2 separate regions of the Gossypium raimondii genome follow, and region 1 is linked to region 2. The links are chromatin contacts, called in public Hi-C maps. All regions are on one chromosome and are shown on one strand. Each heading gives the region's core, a stretch centred on a gene start, on an enhancer-like site or on the middle of the called end of the contact. The rest is flanking DNA. Distances are from core to core; before and after follow the strand shown. Region 1 holds the start of LOC105777240. Region 2 holds the start of LOC105777303.

Region 1 (3,370 bases), core at 430-2,929, 180 kb before region 2:
CATGTAAGGGGAAAGGAAAAACGAAAACACTAGGAATGGTCAAAGTTTCATACAGACAAAGCACAGAACTAATGTTTGAAATTATACTTAGCTTATACCTTGTCGAAGTTAACAATAAATATAGCAGTTGGCACAGGTCTATCCATCTCTTTAGCAGAATATCCCCCACTTTTGATGTCAAATATATATGAATATAGCTTTTGGAATACTGGCTCCACAGCTGTTGCTTCCACCTCAAATAGGGGCACCTCTCTCCCAAAATCAGGCTAATATGTAAAATGAAAAAAGAAAAAAGAAATTGATATACAAAAGAATTCATATAGTTAATATTCTTTCCACTATCAAGAGTAATAGTAAATATGAAGCAATATAGTAGACCTCTCTTGCAGAACCAGCAGGAACCATGACCCCCTTCAGTGCCTTCTCAAGCGCAATCAATTCTGGCTGTCCTGCCTATAGTAGAACAAATAAGTGAAGAACAACACTAACAACTCAATTTAGATATCTAGCTGAAGCTTAAACCAGTAGTAATTATTAAGATGCAATAAGGAATGAAAAAACTTACAGGAAATGTGTTATAAACAACATGATGTTCGATATCAAGGGGCTCCTCGGTCTCGAGACAGGAAGGCCTATGAGAGGGAAAGCTAACTCTCAGAAACTCCTCCAATTTCTGTGAATCGACATTGTACCGATAGCCACCATCTCCATTGAGACCAATTAGCACCACATTCACCTCGAGCGGAACCTGAAATGGAACCTGCACAACAGAACCTGTTCTAATCATACCCATAGATGAGTAAAACTAAGCTAACAGCCACAACCTCTTCATGTTTCTAGGGATTTCAGGAACGCAATTTAAATTTTGAATCACATTTTGGGAGAGATCAACTGCGTAGCTCATTCACTCAAGTCGAAACCTATAATATTGGTAAGTTCCTTTAAAGTAATCATTAAAACAACAAAAAGTCAATGAAAATTGGCGAGAAAAATGTCCATATAAGTTTCTTTAGAGATTTAACAAGATTTTTAGAAAGGGAACCTTTTCTAATCATAACCAGAGATGAGAAAAACTAAGCTAGCAGCCACTAACTCTTCAAGGTTCTAGAGATTTTCAGAACGCAATTCGAATTTTGAATTACATTTTTAGGAGAGATCAACTGTGTAGCTCAAATTCAGTCAATTCGAGTCCTATAATTTTCGTAAATTCGACGCTCTAAAGTAATAATTAAAATGAAAAAACCTCGATGAAAACCCGACATTATTAATAATATGAATTTCTTTCAAAAAAGAAAACTCGATGAAAATTGGCGAGGAAAAAGTCGTCATTAATTTCTTCACAGATTTAACAAGATTTTCAGAGCGAGAATCGATTACCTCAGCACGCGTGTGGAGCGTGCGGCGAACATCGGATCGGACGCTGTCGCGAACTTCGAGGAATGCGCTATGGTGCCAGTGAGGGAGGCCGGGGTCTCTTTTGAACGCTTGTTGAGTAGAATCGGAGAGAGTTGCGAGTCCACTGAGTGTAACGAGAAATATCGCATATGATAACATAGACGATAACCTCGATCTCGATTCCATTTCAGTGATAAAAACAGAGGAGAAATGCGTGAAAATGCTACTCAATTAATTTTGTATGAGCTTTTTAGCCATTACCGGCGATGACTTGCGCCTAGACTGAACTGTGAATTAATAATTTACAAAGTTTCCAAAATGATCCCTGCTTTTGTGGTTAAATTACGAGATGTAGAATGAAAACATTTTATAATGGGCCTTTTGATTTTGGGCAATCAATTTTCAACTTGAAGCAGCCCACCCCATCTTCTCCTTTCATCAAATTACGAAGGGTTAGACTTGGTGTATATTTTAGCCCTTTGTGGTTTTTGTTTAATTAGTACTTAATTTTAAAAATAGTTAAATAATTTGACATTTTTATTTAAAATGTGTTTTCCGTTATTTTGAAAAATAAATAGAGTGAAAAGAAAATTAAAATGATGAAAAATTGAAGGATGGAAAAATAAAAGATAAAAATATATGTAATTTTTCTTTTATATATGCTACTGGTAGAAAAGATGGAAAAGATTTTTTTTCTTTCATTACCAGGTAAAATTGAAAGATTAAATGAAATAAAATAAAACATTTGAAAAATACACAATTTAAACTAAGAGACACTTCTCTCTCACTTTCTCTCCAATCGTCATTCCAATTTGGAAGAATTTTTTTTATGCATTAGAATGAAAAATTATCATTTCTCCTATTTTCTTTCCCACCCAGTACACTTAAAATTTATTTTCTTTCCACTTTTCCACTCCCTTTCGACATCGCTCCACTTTTTCACCTAACTGAGCACACCCTTAAGATTTGCTTGGTACAAAGGAAAGAAATTTAGAAAAATGGAGAGGAAAACTAGAAGGATGGAAAATATAAAATTTCTTTCCATAGATGTGCTTGGTAGAAAAGATGAAAAAAAAAAGTAATTTTCTTTCTCTCAATTGCTTGGTAGAGTTGAAAAGTGAAAGCAAAGCAAATAAAACAACCGAAAAATGTAAAATTTGAACAAACATACACTTCTCTCCCAGTTTCTTTTCTCTGATCATTCCAATTTAAAAAGATTAGTTTTTTATGCATTAGAATAGAAAATGACCATCCCTTCTATTTTATTTTCTCTCACTTTTCTTTCCAACTAAATACACTCTAAATTTATTTTCTTTCCATTTTTTCATTCTCTCCTTCCATCCCTTTATTTTTTTCATCCAACCAAAAAGACATAGGTACTGTTTTGTTTGAAGAAGCACTTTTGGAATCAAAATAATATTCTTAACCCTCATTTATTATTAAATTTATTTTTTGTGATATTTATATTAGGTATACAGTTATTTCACTTCTTGAAATTTATTTCAACATTATATATATTTGAACTAATTTGTATTCTTATGTGATGCACAATTATATATATTAACTTTTAATTCTTTTATAACATAGTTTATGTTAATTTCTTCAAAAAGTCATTATTAAATTAAAAATTAATGTAATTAAAAATATTTAACTAATTTAGAATCAGTTATATTAGTGTTATTTAATCTTAAAGGTATTTACTATTAAAACAATACAAAATTCATCATGGTATAAATATTAATATTAATACATTATAGTTTAAAACTATTATTAATAATATTAATATATTATAATTTAAAAATATTATTAATAATTTCTTACAGATTCTTTATTTTACATATATTGTTAAATTAATTTGCTTTAATCTTAAAATTGTTAATATTCAATTTTGTAATTTTATGTTTATTTTGTTCTACTTTAATCAATGAATATAATTAATTCTTATTATATTTGAAAAATATAAATTTAATTTGAT
Region 2 (3,540 bases), core at 776-3,275:
TGGCTCATTATTGACAGGGGTATTATTTTCATTAACGTGGCCTTCAGATTTTGCAGCAGAATATGAGCTTTTCTGTACAAATAAATCATTCTCTTGATCATTTGCCAATCCAGGCCATACAAAACGAGTAGTTCTTGCCTCTGATCCTGCTCGATCATTCTCTTTCCAAGGCCACGATATCCCCTTTTTACCCACTAAGGTCATAATCTTTTGGATTGCAGGTTTTCCTTCACTCTCATCACCAGAATTGTGAGAGGTGTTCATGGGGGACTTTTCATCCAACGGATAAAATACACTAAAGGCAGATGGGTAAATACTTCCCCTAGGTGTACAAGCTCCACTGGAAACTGCATCTTCTTTAAGATCAGAATGAGCTGCAATGGAGCAACCATGCTCCAAATAATGACCATCTCCACTTTCTCCTTCACGATCGACACAATACTCTCCCATCTTAAATTTGGACTTCATTTTGTTGCTCACCTTAAGCGCCTGCATAACTCTTAACAATCAATCCAAGCCAAACTACAAATATATATAGTAACACTAAAATCCAACTTCCAACACATTAAAATTAAGGAACTAATACCAAATTTGTTAGTTCTGATGCAATTGCTGTTTGCATAGGTTGTTGAGGATCCAGACCAAGTTTAGCTGAGACAGCATTTTTAGACCGGCTAAAGGTTGAATCTCCTTCAGGTTGCTTTCCAGCCAACACTGCAGCTCTCCTTTCTTGCAAAGGCTGAGTATCACTGGATACACAAATGATTCCAACTAATGAACTATCATCGTCATCATCCTCATCATAAAAAGGAGTATACGTTGCAACAGCCAAAAACCTCTCCCCCATTTTATTCTTGAAAGGAAATTGTCCAGTCCAGCTATCCCCCGTCATAACACAATGAACAATATTAAGTGCAACAGCGAAATCCCTATGATCAACAAGAAGTTGAATGGCATCTTGCTCTAAAGCCTCTGCTGCTGAATAACCATAAAGTTTTTCGGCAGCTTTATTCCTGCAAAAAAGAAAAGCATAATTTTTTTTTTAAATGAAAAACTATGCTCAAATGATAATGCTTACTTAATACTTTTTTTCTATTTAAGTTACAATTTACTTCAAATTACAACCATAATTAATAGTTAAAAGCAAAAAGTAACTAAATCAACTCAAACTAACTCATCAGAATAAATATAAGATCAAACCCAGTGAAATTTGAACTTTGGAGCTCAAAGTTCCCTAACCTCCTTGCCATTAAGCCAAAGGCCCCATTCTCTATAATGCTACTAAGTAGTTAATAAACAATGTTAAACCACATCACTAATTACTAATTTAGAACATAAAAACTTGGTCTTTGCAACTGAATGATCTTAAAAGCGAAACCCTTTTCGCTTACCAATAAATTATACGGCCACTAAGATCAAATATATGAACAGATTGCCCCATAGACTGAAATATATTCAAATACTGGCTGTTAGTGAAATTGACGGCTGCTGGCCCGACGTTCCCGGTTCTTTCGATAGCTCCTCCTCTTCCTCCTACTCCTAAATCTCCTCCGGTGCCGCTGTCGCCATTGACAGTGTCATTGTTTCTGCTCTCTCTTCGCAACGGCGAGGAGTGCCGAAACGAAGCTGAATCTTTCTTCCAAGCAGCAAGCTTCGCCGCGTTCCCCGGGAAGCGCGGACGTCGAGGGGAAGTAGAGTGAGATCTTTGATGAGTTGAATTGGCCTTGGAATCGCCACCGGATTGTTTTAAAATAGAAATTTCTTGCTTGAGATCGGCATGTCCCGCTTCAAGTATTTGGATCTTCTTCAAAAGCTCCTCTGCTGAAGGGGTTTCCATATTCCCTTCAAACAATCGAATTCAAAGCATGGATCTTCAAATCGTTCATAACATATAAAGATTTCTCAACCTCTCTCTGTGCGTGTTACAAACTTTCCTCTTCAACAGGTCAAACTCTAAGACTTAAAAGACCGAATATTTTCTTTCCGGGCGGTTTCTCTGTTTCGGTTGGTAAGCGGCTAACTTTTTTATGTTAGATATTTTCATTATTCAGAAGATATTTTTAATGCTATGGTTTTCTTTAATAAAAAGGGGTTAATTCACGTGACCATCCTTAAACTATGATCTAATTTTAAATTGGTCTCCAACTTTAAAACATCCTCACAATATCAATATCAATATCAATATCAATATCAATATCAATATCAATATCAACTAGATCGTTCTTCAAGCCTAGTATTAACTTTGATGTTAAGGCTCATGAAACATTTAACACGTAGATTAAATTGAGAACATGTATACACTTCTTGTATGTATAGTTTGAATTTGATATTTTAAAAACTTGCTCTCTTAAATTTTATTTTATCAACACATTAAATCCAAACCGTTTATTTGATAGTTGCGAGACAAGTTTATAATTTGATCCCCATAAGTTAAATATGTTCCACGTCAAGTCTAAACTACCATTTAATGCCTAAATAGAGGATTAAGTTGTTGGAAGGCTTTGATAGATATGATACTACTATCTAAAACCCAAATAAATGATTAAGTTGGTAGAAGGATATGATTGATATAATATTAATAGTTTAAATATTTAATCAAACTATTTTGAACTTGAAGGATGAATTTATAATTTTGAGGATAATATATGGATGTTTGTGGAATTAATCTAAAAAGGATGGGAATGGGTTATTCCATGAATGTCAAAAAGGGTAAAGTCCAAAGCTTTGGGAAACCATTGTCATTGTCGACAAAAATATAATGAGAGATTGACATGGAATACGGAATACCTAACCTAACCTCATCTCATCCCCACACCCATCCATTCAGCCACGGTTTGTTCACATTAAAATATTTTGAAGTTAAAATAATAAAGAGTATTTATGTCATTCATTAATTTTATAATTTTTGCACTAAATAATTTAAATTACAATTTTAAAAAAATTAAAATGGATTAATGATAAATTTGAAAATTTAAGATTTGTTTACCACTTTAATCTTTTGTGTTGTTATAAGTGTCACATAATTTATTATCTAGGGTAAACTATACAATTAAACATCTAAGTATTAAAATTTACATTTTAGCATTCAAAATAAAAATTTACATTTTAAACACTCATGTTACATAGTTCACTCTCGTCAAAACCACAAATAGTAAGTTAATGTGACAATTAAAAAGCCACTATAATAATGAATTTAACCCTCAAGATATTAAATCAATTTAGTCATAATTTTTAAAATTAATCCTTAAAATTTATAAATGATCTTAATTTGATCCTAATTCTAAAAAAATTAAAGAAATATATAAATACATAAATTAAAAGATATAATAATAAATTTGAATTTTATATTAATATTAAATAAAATAAAATAACCTCCCTCACCGGGTCCCTCCCCCACTACCATCCCCCTCTCTCACGTTGTGTGCTACTGCAAATGAAGGAATTGTGTCTACATTATGTTTATCCTTGGTTTACCCGCCCTGTCATGGGAAATTTTTTCTTCCTATATCTCTTTGCCTCAAATTCCCTAACATACCCAAT

The links. Hi-C and Micro-C count contacts between places; a contact is called where the count stands out from the background.
Region 1: a contact with region 2 is called in a Hi-C map of leaf, with 3 times the contacts expected there. The contact joins the promoter of LOC105777240 here to the promoter of LOC105777303 in region 2. A contact is called at or near these places in 2 of 2 Hi-C or Micro-C datasets (both in leaf).

What each region holds. Positions count from the first base shown.
Region 1 is chr10:48,261,311-48,264,680 of ASM2569854v1, reverse strand. It overlaps LOC105777240, which reads right to left and starts at 1,679. Exons shown (of 16, transcript XM_012600384.2): 1 at 1,378-1,679; 2 at 566-760; 3 at 379-453; 4 at 99-266. The coding sequence starts at 1,581.
Region 2 is chr10:48,078,656-48,082,195 of ASM2569854v1, reverse strand. It overlaps LOC105777303, which reads right to left and starts at 2,025. Exons shown (of 13, transcript XR_001128243.2): 1 at 1,392-2,025; 2 at 587-1,013; 3 at 1-489.